Linked DNA regions of Mus musculus: region 1 is linked to region 2. Evidence: chromatin contacts called from public HiChIP or PLAC-seq data. All regions are on one chromosome and are shown on one strand. Each heading gives the region's core, a stretch centred on a gene start, on an enhancer-like site or on the middle of the called end of the contact. The rest is flanking DNA. Distances are from core to core; before and after follow the strand shown. Region 1 overlaps Tcf7l2 (transcription factor 7 like 2, T cell specific, HMG box). Region 2 overlaps Vti1a (vesicle transport through interaction with t-SNAREs 1A).

The links. HiChIP or PLAC-seq counts read pairs in DNA pulled down with a chosen protein or histone mark.
Region 1: a contact with region 2 is called in an HNF4G HiChIP or PLAC-seq map of pancreatic cancer cells. The contact joins two enhancer-like sites. A contact is called at or near these places in 1 of 484 Hi-C or Micro-C datasets (bone marrow-derived macrophages) and 3 of 115 datasets of contacts at active chromatin or transcription factors (bone marrow-derived macrophages, embryonic basal ganglia and pancreatic cancer cells).

What each region holds. Positions count from the first base shown.
Region 1 is chr19:55,849,019-55,855,306 of GRCm38.p6, reverse strand. All of the region lies in intron 5 of Tcf7l2 (transcription factor 7 like 2, T cell specific, HMG box), which reads right to left. Among named protein-coding and RNA genes, the nearest start is that of Gm52391, 86 kb to the left of the region's middle. Within about 2 kb of position 3,211, at least 59 of the 459 cell types and tissues checked have an H3K27ac peak or open chromatin away from gene starts, as enhancers often do. A contact at or near this core is called in pancreatic cancer cells, where this site is marked.
Region 2 is chr19:55,437,827-55,444,137 of GRCm38.p6, reverse strand. The region is part of intron 5 of Vti1a (vesicle transport through interaction with t-SNAREs 1A); the gene reads right to left. Among named protein-coding and RNA genes, the nearest start is that of Vti1a, 120 kb to the right of the region's middle. Within about 2 kb of position 3,562, at least 31 of the 459 cell types and tissues checked have an H3K27ac peak or open chromatin away from gene starts, as enhancers often do. A contact at or near this core is called in pancreatic cancer cells, where this site is marked.

The DNA of each region.
Region 1 (6,288 bases), core at 1,962-4,461, 410 kb before region 2:
TAGATGTCTTTTGTCAAGATACGGGCTTATTGAAACACAGAGGAAGCTCACAAATTTGGAAATTTTTGCTCCCCAATATCCATTAACTTAAAAAGAGAGAGAGAGAGAGAGAAAAGAAGCTTTGGAAACTTAAACAAATACGAGCGTAGGTGAAAGTGTTTTAATTTTGAAATTTACCATAAGTAAAGCATGATCTATCTATCTATGCAATGGAATAGTACTCAGTCGCTAAAGGAAGCAGTATTGGTGTAGCGGACAGTACACAGATGTTTAGGGCATCAGGGCAAGTGAAAGAAGCCACACATAAGGGACCACACACTGACTTCCATGGGTAAGGGAAGACTTAAAACAAGAAGACTCATAGAAACAGAGAGTGATGGCTGTCCTGAGACTGAAGAACAGAAGAAGAAAAGAATGAAGCCGCGGTTGACCAATAGCCGTTTACGTGAAGTGTTTCGGTTAAGAGGGGGCATAAAAAGTCTAATGTGGTGGTGACAGCTAAACGGCCCTATAAATACACTAGAATGAAAGAGTGCTCTGTATCACGTAGGTGAAACTCGTGGTATATGAATTAACTGATCATTGTTAACTCTGGGGTTTAAATTAACTTAATTGCCCATTATCTTATCTCTATGTGAGAGCTTTCTATTTCGCTCTGAGAACATTTTACTGGAAATGAGTGCACATCTCTGAGAATCCAGCAAGACAAAAATGATTCTTCCCCATTTTACAGGGAGCACGCACGCGCGCGCGCACACACACACACACACACACACACAAAGAAGGGGGGGGATGTTTGTTTCTTCCCTGCAGGCTGGGCTCTGAGGACACTGGGAAGACTAAATTATGGAACATGAGTAGAAGGCTATAGTTGTCACAATCCTCCACATCAGGGAGAGATAAGTCGCTAACTCTTCCAGGGTGTCTAGGGGTGTGTATGGTTGGCTCATATAGTCAGTGGCTAAACAAAAGACATTGAAAAGTGGCAGCTGATTCATTGAATGCTTCTGAGGAGTATGCAATTCAGATTAAACAATTTAGCTTAAAAACAAGGGAAGGGGGAGTCACCCTTGCAGTAGATATCTCGTGGGGTGAAATTGCACCCAATTAGATGTGCCCATATAATTTTCACATCAAACATCCTGGGCTCCCAAAGGTGACTCATGTCACAGCCTGCTTGGATTTTCCCAAGTTTTCAAGAGCTGTGACAGCCCTCTTCAACAGAGCCATTTAACGTAGCAGAAGGTTAAGGTGGAAGCCACAAACACTTGCTTTTCTTAATTTACACCTTTCATCCACTTCCCCCAGAAGTGTCTTGGAAGGGCCGGGAAATTGATGATGTGCCTGCCGGTATGCATCCTTTTAAGAATGGATTTACAAAGCAAAATGCGAATCCCAGAAGACAGTATAAAAGTATTCTTCAGTTTTGACTCGGTGTTGTTATGCTGTTTGTTTGTATGTTTGTTTGTTTGTTTTTTCATTTGTGTGGATGAGTGTATCCATGCATGTGTCTGCACAGGGGTGTGGAACCAATGGGTCGGCCTTGGGTGTCTTTGCTAAGGAGCTATCCACCTCATTTTTTTTTTTTTTTTTTTTTTTTTTTGAGACAGAATCTCTCACTGGGACCAGGACTCACATTTAGGCTAGGCTGGCTGGTCAGCAAGTCTAGCACCTCGTCTCCATCTCCCAAACCCTGGGGTTGTACAAGCACACGCTATCATGCCCAGCTTCTTACTTGGGACCAAACTCAGGTCCTGATGCCTGTGCAGCATGCACTGTAGCCACACATTCGTCTCCCAGACCCTGATACCATACCTCGTGGGTAGGGTGAGCTTTAGTAATCTGGAAGTGGCAAGATAACTTGGGTTTGGGTCCTTCTTTTTCTTTCTTTCTTTCTTTCTTTCTTTCTTTCTTTCTTTCTTTCTCTCTCTCTCTCTCTCTCTCTCTCTCTCTCTCTCTCTCTCTCTCTCTCTCTCTTCCTTCCTTCCTTCCTTCTTTCCTTCCTTTCTTTTTTTAAAGAAGAATGTTAGGTAAGGAGGAAGCTAATTTGTCAGGAATAAAAATAGACTTCTTTGCTGTCCCTCTCCACATACACACCCACACACTCACTCTTTATATTCTTGCTCATGCTAAAACAAAACACAGCTCAGAAGGAACAGAGCTGTGCACTCAGTAAGACAACTGGGCATGGTGGTGCACACCTGGAATCCCAGCACCCAGGAGCAAGATTGGGAGTTCAAGGCCATCCTCGGGTAAATACCAACTCCGAGTCAAGCCTGGGTTGTGGGACCCTGTCTTAAAAATAAAACAAGCGAGCAATCAAACAAAACAAGGTAATAAGACTACTCAGTCAACCATGTAGCTGCCCAATAAACCCTTATATTAAGGTGGGGCTTTTCTGCTGCCCTGCTTCTGCCCTGAGGATACTTCTTTGTGTTTCTGGCCCAGGGGTAAGGGCACAGAACTGCCTAAGGAGCAACATAGCAACTCCTGCCCAGCCAGGACAACCCAGACTACATCCAGGTGCCTTCTGTTGAACACAACCCCCGACCCCACTGGAAAACCACTGAGTACCAGTCTGAGAGTTTTCGCATGCCCAGGGCTGATGCACACCCTGGCTAGCAAAGACTTGGGTCTTGGGTCACTGCAGCAGTCGGCAGCAAGCCTCCAACCTTCAAGCTCATATCCAAACTGCCAATGGAAATCAGGAAACCCAAACACTAGGGCGATGGAGTAAACAGGCCAGGGCCCACCCACCTCTCAAGTCACACAACTCCAAGTGTCCTTAATGATGGGAATTACAAGGTCTGTAGCCACAGGATTAGCAATAACAGGGACATCAGGCCTAGAGAAGGAACCAGGGGAGACTCCAGGTATGCCCTGGCCTCTTTGAAACCCACAGCTTTCCAAGTCTGCCCATCTGTAACAACAATGAACAAAACCTCCAACACTCTCCTTTCTAGAGGGAAGTGAGGTGAGGCTGAGGGGAGCAACGTTGGCAAAGGGCGGTATTTTTATCTCTGGTCTTTTTAAAGGAAGGATCCAAAGTACAAAATAATAAACCCAAGCCCAAGTCTAACTCATAAATCCAGACTGTTCTGCATAAAGTCAGTCCAAGTGTCTAAAAGGTCCAAGACGACGGCCATGCCCAGGGAAGAGAGGAGCTGGCACCGGCTACCATGCTGACCTTTGGCGCATGAGTCAGCTGCCGACCTCCCTCTCTCTGCCAAGGGTACACACGCCTCTGTAGAGCAGAAGGCCAGCCCAAAGAGGTAGATGTGAAGATGACGTGGATGTGGGATACACAGACCCTAGACTCAGGGCACAGCTCCAGAGCCTCCCTTCCAAAGAATAAACATCCCAGCACAGCAGCACCATTCCTGGGGTGGGGCTTGCCTTCTGGACACGGTGCCAGCCACTCACACCAGAAATGGCCTGGGCCACAGGAATGGCAGTGGACATCAGGGCTTGGCAGACTGGCAGGGTGTCTGTGTCTAGGCTAACAGGATGGGAGGTGAAGGCGAAGCCCGGGAGGAAGCAGTTGCAGCGTTGAGAGTCCGGAATGGCCTCTGCTTGCTCAAACGAGAACATCTGTGATCACCAGAACCCAGGCTTATGGGTTTGACGGGTTACCATGGTAACCCTTCTGTCAGGCACCCAGGAAGAAAGGAAGCCGAACTGTCCTTGTGGTCACAAGTGCAAACTGAAACGATGGCTTGCTTGAAAGCAGAGACACCCCTAGCCCCACCGGTCTGCTTCTCATGCCTGTGATTCCTCTGTCCAACAGTGTTCTAGTACAGGGTGGTTTCTCTAACCCAGGGGCCAGGTTCATCACTTGGCACTAACACCCAAATTTATTAAATTTCATATTTTTACCTAGACACTCAAAAAGCTATCGTACCCAATACCATAACCATTATGGTGTACGTAGGAAATCAAATTGCTTCTTCTTTTTTTCCCCTAGAAGTTGAGCATTCGTGCATGTATATATGCATGTTCTGATGTGCGTGGATGTACATGTGTGCACACAGAGGTGGAGTAGAGAAGTTGACGTCAGGTGTCTGTTCTGATCAATCGCTACCTCATACACCGAGGCAGGGTCTCTACTTTGAATCCAGAGCTTTCTAATTCATCTAGGACAGCTAGCCAGCTTGCTCTAGAGATCTTTTGCTTATGAGTCTCTCGCTGCCAGGGCTGCTGATGGGCCACCTGCATGCGTGCTGGGAACCTAAACTCTGGGACTCATGCTCGAAAGGCAAGCACTTTATCCCCTGAGCCATCTCCCCAGCCCTCACCCCCAATATCTCACACAAGTTTTCCAAATACGAGTGAGTGTGCTGGTTCCCTTTATATATGTAGTGTGAAAGCAATTACATAATTAAAAAAGCACTTCCTGGTATGTTCACAGCCAGTTATCAGAGTATGTGAATAGGCGTCTCCTTGGGGAACGGTGCTGTGGTATATAGGCATGATTTTCCTCTGGCATCCACAGCCATGCCAGCGCCTGACCTATAGGGACCCACTTTCCTTAGAGGGGCTCCCTAGATCCTGCCTGCAACACCTGCCTGATGGGGGATGGTGCCATGTCTACTATCAGGATTCCCAGCCTGCCAGGCTAACCAGGATGAATTTCCGCAGCACAGGCCCAAGGGCTTGGTGGCAGCTAGCTCATACCCACCCAAGCACCCAGCTGTCTCTAGCTCAGCTCAGTATCAGTTCAGGCACCAGCAGAATTTGGGCGGGTGCCCAGTTCCAACACGGATAACATTCCCTACTGCTAATGCTCAGAGAGGAAAGGTATGATTCCTCCCTCCAGAGTGTGAACTGCAAAAGGGAGTGGAGAGATAAAGGCTTGAACAGGGGAGAGTTCCTGCAAAGCCCCTGGGGTGGCTTCTGCATGGGAGAATCTGCACACTGCACAAGTACACTAACATGGGAGAAGGTGGGTATCATGCTTTCTGCCCCAGTGAAGCCCTGAGGCCAGAGCTCCCTGCGAGTGTGAGTGGCCACAGTGGACAGATGCGGTGGTGGAGGCATGTTCCGCCCCAGCAGAAGCTCTGACACTAATTCCCACTCATTCTAATACCTGCTGGGCCCACTTTCTGCCTTCTGCCATCAAGGAGAGGAAAGTAAAAGGACAGTGGCTTCCAGAAATCCAGGACTAGGAGGCCAGTTCAGACAGATGCCCATCAAACCCCCCACTTCGCTAAGTGGAAGGCACTGAAACATTGACTACCCCTGCTGCCTCCTACGAGTCACCTATGGCTGGGATTATTGTGCCAAATGGGGAGCGCACACTAAGGGGCGCTCGGGCTGATGGATAGGTTGAGTCAGTCGGTGTTCTAAAACTGAGTGTGCTCATGGCAAGTATCACTACTCCCAAGGAGACCCAGGCCACAACAGATCAGACACTTTACACTGGTAAACAGATGAGTAACATCTCAACAAAGCTTGCATGAACACATCTGTGTTTAGAAAGCTACCCCAGCTTTCACCTTCCCTTGCCCAAGTCACCTTCAGATATTATCACCTAGAGACACTGGCACTGGAGACTCAGGCGCCACACACAGTGATAGGAGTCATCTACTCTGAGATGTCACGCGCACAGAGTCTAGTATGGCACCTGGCATGCAACAGGCAATCCACAGATTGGTTCTGTTTCAAACCTTAGGTGTTTCCTATCGATATGTCAGATGGACCTTTAATACTGAGACTTTGATCAGCTTTTTATATGCCTCATTGTAGAATAAAAATGACTGACTTTCATGGACACCTGGTACAGCCTGTTGCAAGCACATATACTCCTTGATATTTGTCTTATACTAAATGTTTGTTTGCATCCTTGTTCCATGATGTTTCAACATTAACTTTGAATAAAATGTTAGTTACACACACACACACACACACACACACACACACACACACACACACACACACACACACACACAGAGAACACTGGAAAAGCTGTAATGACAAGCCTGCATGGCCCATCACATCAGCAACCTGTGTGGTTCGTAAACAGCAAAGAACTCAGGTAGCATCAGGACAGATCTGACAGAAAGGTGGTGATCCTAGCAATTCTTAGGTCACAGGACTAAGAGGGAAGGATTCAGGCACCAACATGCACAGATGCCAGACATGGGACTAAGAACTTCACGTCCCCAGTAAACGTAAAACAAACCAATTGTCAACCCAAGTAAACTAACTGGATTCCTGCTAACTCCACTGGTATGCTGATACCACCTGTCACGTGACCCAACTGAAGCCACATCTCCCATAACCTCCCCC
Region 2 (6,311 bases), core at 2,313-4,812:
ACATGTATTCTCTCCTACCTCCTTTCTTAGAGTAAGTTCTGGCTTCAGTGAGTCTTCCGTCAGAGAGACACACACTGCCACTCTCTGTGTCTGAGGCACATCTTAATCCTCAGTAGAACTGAGTAGCACAATACACGAAGAACTTCTCATTTACCACTAGATTAGGAGGAGTCTGTAAATCTTTAGTTCTATCTATAGGCACCACTGTTTTCCCCCAGTGAGAATTCTTTTTCTACCACAGTCCTCCAGTCTCAGTCTTCCGAGGGGCTGGAATCACAGGTGCATATGGCCACGCCTGTGTCAATCCCACTTTTATGGCTGAACACTTCCTTAAAGCAGTTCCTCGGTTCCAAATGGCTGATGACGGTGCCAGGACAGCACGTGCCTCATCTGCTGGCAGCTGTTCCACAAAAGATGCTAACTACAGAGACTAAGGAGCAAGAATATCTCCTGATCAACTAATACTGAGCTGTGTGAGACGAGACGTGAGGAAAACAAACAAGAGGGGTTGATGTTTTATTTTCCTGACCAAGAAAGGTCAGATACATTGGGGCGGAATGCTGCATCTTCAGAAAGTCATTGTCTTCAATGCTGAGATTCCACTGAATAGAAGAGTTTTCAAATATTAAAATCTCTGTGGTAGGCTCTGACCTCAGGATAACAAGAAAATGGCAGGTACTCATTTTTTTCACATCTAAAAATGACACTCACTATAACGCCATTATATAAAAGGCCTATTTCCCCTCAAAAAAATAAACAATTGTGTCAATGCTTCAGCATAACTGCCATATGTGTGTATGTGGTATGCATGGTTATTTCATGACTTAAATATAAAACAACGCTACTGCCCACAGTCTTAAAGCCCATAAAGCAGTGACTTCTAGCTCACTTACACTTTTCCCTCAACAAAGCAGATTTTCAGCTGTGGAGAGTCTTTTCTCATTGCATGTTTAGAGGACAAAGTGGTTTTACTTACACACACACACACACACACACACACACACACACACACACAACTTGCATGTATGTCTGTGCACTACATGGTGTGTAGGGCCCACGGAGGCCAGAACAGGGCTTCTGACTTCTTTGAAATAGTTATAGATGGATGTTTGCCACTATGTGGATACTAGAAATCGAACCTGGGTTGTCTAGAAGAGCAGCCTGTGCATACAGCAGTCAGCCCTAAGTTATCTCCCTAGCTTCTCCTGGTGTGGGTTAAGTGCTTATAAAAGGAAACTCATGCTTGCCTGGCATGGACAAGGCCCTGGTGTGATCTACAGCACAGCCCCAAATCAAATATATACGCACAGATGCAAGTGCATGTAAGCTAATCTTGAATTCCCAATGGCCCTGTCTTAGCGCTCAGGAGTAGTTGGGATTGTAGGGACCACTGTAACAGTCACTGTGAGTGAGTGTACACTGCAGAAAGGCTTGCTGGATATGGCTGTGGTAACCAGCCTGTGAGACAGTCTCAATGGACACCTATCTAGTAGCTATATTCACATTGATGTAGTTCCTTTCCATACTGAATAATGGTTGATCTAGCTAATAAAATAGGTGCTACAGAAAAAAAAAATATGTCTTAAAGTAACCTGGCATACGGGAATTTTCCCAAACACTGGGTAATATCTGAGTCGCCTGATCATCGCTCGCAGGCACATACATGGGATGTGGCGGGGACACATACACACACTGGGCAATGTATTGATTTCAGATGCTGGGCTGGGGAGAGAATTCATTCAGTTAACTACTCCGTGCCTGTAGAAGACCGGACCAGGCATCCCCAGGAGCCAGGCTAGGAGGCGCCTCTGTAACATCAAACCTGGAGGCAGAGGCAGGCGGATCCTGGGGCACTCTGGTCAGCCAGTCTAGCCACCAGTGGGCCTAGCCAGGCAGTCTACCCAGCCAGTGAGCCTGGTTCAGGGACGAAAAATTCCATAATGAGAAAAGTCCTTATTTAAAAAAAAAAAAAAAAGTACTCTGAGTCATGAAATAATGAGAAAACCCATAAAACAGTAAAATTGAATAAGTTTTTTACAATGAGAAAAAAAAATTAGGCAACAGCTTCTGTTGGAAAGTCAAACAAAACTATCCAGAACTCTGTTACTCGATGACCAAGAGCAGCTCCACACTGTCAGGACCAAAGGACCTTTGTAAAACAATTATTCCCCAGAGCTTCACTGTTAGGGAGAGCAGGGCTGGGAATACTGGTGCACCACTCTTAAGTTCCTGTTTAGCCAGTGTCCAAATTCATTTGAGTCAAGCCTGATTGGCTTCCAATTCAATACCTCAAGGTGCAAATCACTAGAGTGAGTCTTTGCCCTGAGTTACACAGCCAGCATGACAATAGAACTTGAGCAAAATAAGCCATAATTAATTAGCAGAAGCCTGAAGAGAATGTAGCCAGTGGACCTTCACATTTATTGACTGGATTAAAAACCGTTTAAATCTATTAACCAAGAAGACTTTGGACCTCAGATAATGATGTACTGTTTTAATCATAAGGTACATTTATAGGGTAAGCAGCTTTCCTTAGCAGGCTATTTGGATAATACTGTCAGGTAGTTCTATGTGACCAAACGATTTTTAAAATATTGATCCTCAATAAGTTTCCATGAAGGTTTTTCTCTAACGTGGAGGCTATCATGAAAATCATCCAAATAAGTTTTTACAAAATTAACATAAATATTGAAGTGAACTAGCCTGAACTCTGATGTTTACTGTTTGACATTTTGACCACAATTTCCCAGTGTATGCATCCCTTATGAACACATGTGAGTTCCAGCTTCATAAAGGCTAACACTGAAAACACTAACCATAAGTCTACAGAGATGTCTTAGAAACCCATTAGTGCTAATATTTCTATATTAAAACAACTGGAGTTCCACATTTACTTGAGGCATTTTAGATTTATTAACATTATTTTAAGGTTTATATGTTTAGGAAAACATTTCAGGTTGTAGGATCGACCTGGAGGAGATTTAGTCTCTGTCTGCCTTAATATTTTTAAGCTCTTACCATTTAAGCCTTCAGTGACCTTAGCTCAAGTTTGTCAAACTTTTGCATATCAGTTGTTCATTTTTTAAAGCAATAGCCAAGGTGTGAACTCTGCCACTGTGGACCTGCCTAAGTAAAAGATTTGAAAAAATAGAATTCATTTCTGAAATGAATAGCAGGTACTGGGCAGGCTGAAGTCAGAGGACAGCTAAGCTCAGCTCTGCTCTTAAGAAGGAGGAAGTGTGCTGGAGTTAATGACTTGATACTCAACTGCGCGTGCCGACTAAAATGCTCACATTTAAGTGTTCTTTGGGGAAGGCTTTGGTTGGTGTGACTGTGGTTCGAGGAGCCGACACCCACACTTTCCTGCTCTTCCCACTCTGTTTTATAAACAGGTTTAATTTTAATGTGTTTGTGTGCACATGAAGATGTATAAAGTGTGTGCAAAGGCCAAAACGGTCATCAGATGCCCTTTGGCCATCAGATGGACCTGGAGTTACAGGTGACTCTGAGCTTCCTGCCATGAGTAATAGGCATGGGATTCAGTTATTTGTTGTTTTAAAGGTAGCAAGCATCCTTCACGACTGAGTCATCTCTCCAGCCCCGGTTCTTCACATTCTCAATAGTTTCTCATCCAGGCATTCCCATGGATATGGCCCAGATCCCACAAATGGGGCTTTGTACTTTTATGTTTTGTTTTGTTTGTAATGTTATAAAAAGGCAACTCTTTTAACAGTATTTGAACAGTACTAGGCCACTGAGTGATATGAGTTGTGATCATTTGTGCTCTCTCAAAATTGAAACCCAATTTCAGATGTGTCCATTCAGTTTTCCAAAGTCCTTCACAAAGTCACTGCTAAGAGAGAAAAAGGCACCATTTTTATTGACTAAGTGACAGCCAATGGCACACCCCATGCTTTTACTTAAAACACTTGACACACCATATCCTTGTTTTGTGATAGAAGAAGAGGTGAATTCTTTAAGACCTAATTTCTTGGCTAAAGAATGGAGTAATTAATGATTGCATTTAAGAGAACTGCCTGATAACTATAAAATTCCCACATACAAATTAATGCTTACATTAAAAACAGAGTAAATGAATGCCAGGTCAGGATGTTAGCCTAGACCTTCTGAATATTATCTCAATGGCTTAGGCAGAGCAGACTCGCTGACTAGTCTTTACTAACATTCAATATTTACTGTCATCAGGCATTGTTGACTCTGGCTACTCTTTGGTTAGTATTTTCCTTTTTAAAGCATCCTGGGCTATTCTATCTCTGTACCTTTGTTTAAGTGGTTTCTCTCCACCTTGTCCTTGAGTTCATAAATCTAAATATTACTTAGTGTCCCAAACCTAGGCTCACCTTCATGCTGTCTCTTTCTCCACTGAAGGTTTTCCAAACCTTGACCCTGGAGATGAGTGGTTCCCTTCAATCTCATTCTCCCAAAATGGCTACACCAGTCAGGGTCTGCTAAGTACTACACATACCAGCCTGGTGTATACTGAGTTTCACCCACTTTATTAGATCATATATATGGAACATTTCCCTTCTGTACAGCATAAGTTTAGAAGCTGGAGATATAAGAGAGAACAAAACAGATCTGTTCTCATGGACATTATTTTCTTTTTGTTTTATTAGATATTTTCTTTATTTCCATTTCAAATATTATCCCCTTTCCTGGTTTCCCCTTTGAAAACCCCTATCCCTTCTCCCCAACCCTGCTCACCAACCCACCCACTCCCGCTTCCTGGCCCTGGAATTCCTCTACACTAGCGCATAGAGGCTTCACAGGACCAAGGACCTCTCCTCCCATTGATGCCTGACAAGGCTATCCTCTGCTACATATGCAGCTGGAGCCATGAGCCCCACCATCTGTACTCTTTGGTTGGTGGTTTAGTCCCTGGGAGCTCTGGGGGGTAGTGGGTGGTTCACATTGTTGTTCCTCCTATGGGGCTGCAAACCACTTGAGTTCCTTGGGTCCTTTCTCTAGTTCTGCCAATGGGGACCCTATGCTCAGTCCAATGGGTGGCTGAGAGCATTCACCTCTGTATTTGTCAGGCACTGGTAGAGCCCCTCAGGAGATAGGTCTATCAGGCTTCTGTCAGCGAGCACTTGTTGGCATCCATAATAGTGTCTGGGTTCAGTGACTATATATAGGATGGATCCCCAGGTGGGGCAGTCACTGGATGGTCATTCCTTCAGTCTCTGCTCCACACTTTGTCTCTGTAACTCCTCCCATGGGTATTTTGTTCCCACTTCTTTGGTCTTCCTTATTCCTGAGCTTCATGTGGTCTGTGCATTGTATCTTGGGTATTCTGAGCTTCTGGGCTAATATCTACTTACCAGTGAGTGAATACCATGTGTGTTCTTTTGTGATTGGGTTACCTCAGTCAGGATGATATTTTCTAATTCCAAACATTTGCATAAGAATTTCAAAAATTCATTGTTTTTAATTGCTGAGTAGTACTCCATTGTGTAAATATACCACATTTTCTGTATCTAGTCCTCTGATGAGGGACATCTGGGTTCTTTCTAGCTTCTGGCTATTATAAAAAATGATGCTATAAACATAGTAGAGCATGTGTCCTTATGAAATGTTGGAGCAACTTCTGGGTATATGCCCAGGAGTGGTATAGCTGGGTCCTCAGGTAGTTACTATGTCCAATTTTCTGAGGAACCGCCAAACTGATTTCCAGAGTTATTGTATCAGCTTGCAATCCCACCAGCAATTGTGGAGTGCTCCTCTTTCTCCACATCCTCACCAGCATCTGCTGTCACCTGAGTTTTCTATCTTAGCCATTCTGACTGGTGTGAGGTGATTTGCATTTCCCTGATGACTAAGTGTGTTGAACATTTTTTTAGCTGCTTCTCAACCATTCGATATACCTCAGTTGGAAATTCTTTGTTTAGCTCTGTACCCCATATTTTTGTTTGGTTCTCTGGAGTCTAACTTCTTGAGTTCTTTGTATATATTGGATATTAACCCTCTATTCGATGTAGGGTTGGTAAAGATCTTTTCCCAGTCTGTTGGTTGTTGTTTTGTCCTATTGACAGTGTTCTTTGCCTTACAAAAGCTTTGCAATTTTATGAGGTCCTATTTGTCAATTCTTCATCTTAGAGCATATCTACTGGTGTTCTGTGCAGAAACTTTCCCCCTGTGCCCATGTCTTCAAGGCTCTTCCCCACTTTCTTTTCTATTAGTTTCAGTGTTTCTGGTTTTATGTGGAGGTCCTTGATCCACTTGGACTTGAGCTTTGTACAAGGAGGTAAAAATGGATCGATTTGTATTCTTCTACCTGCTGACAGCCAGTT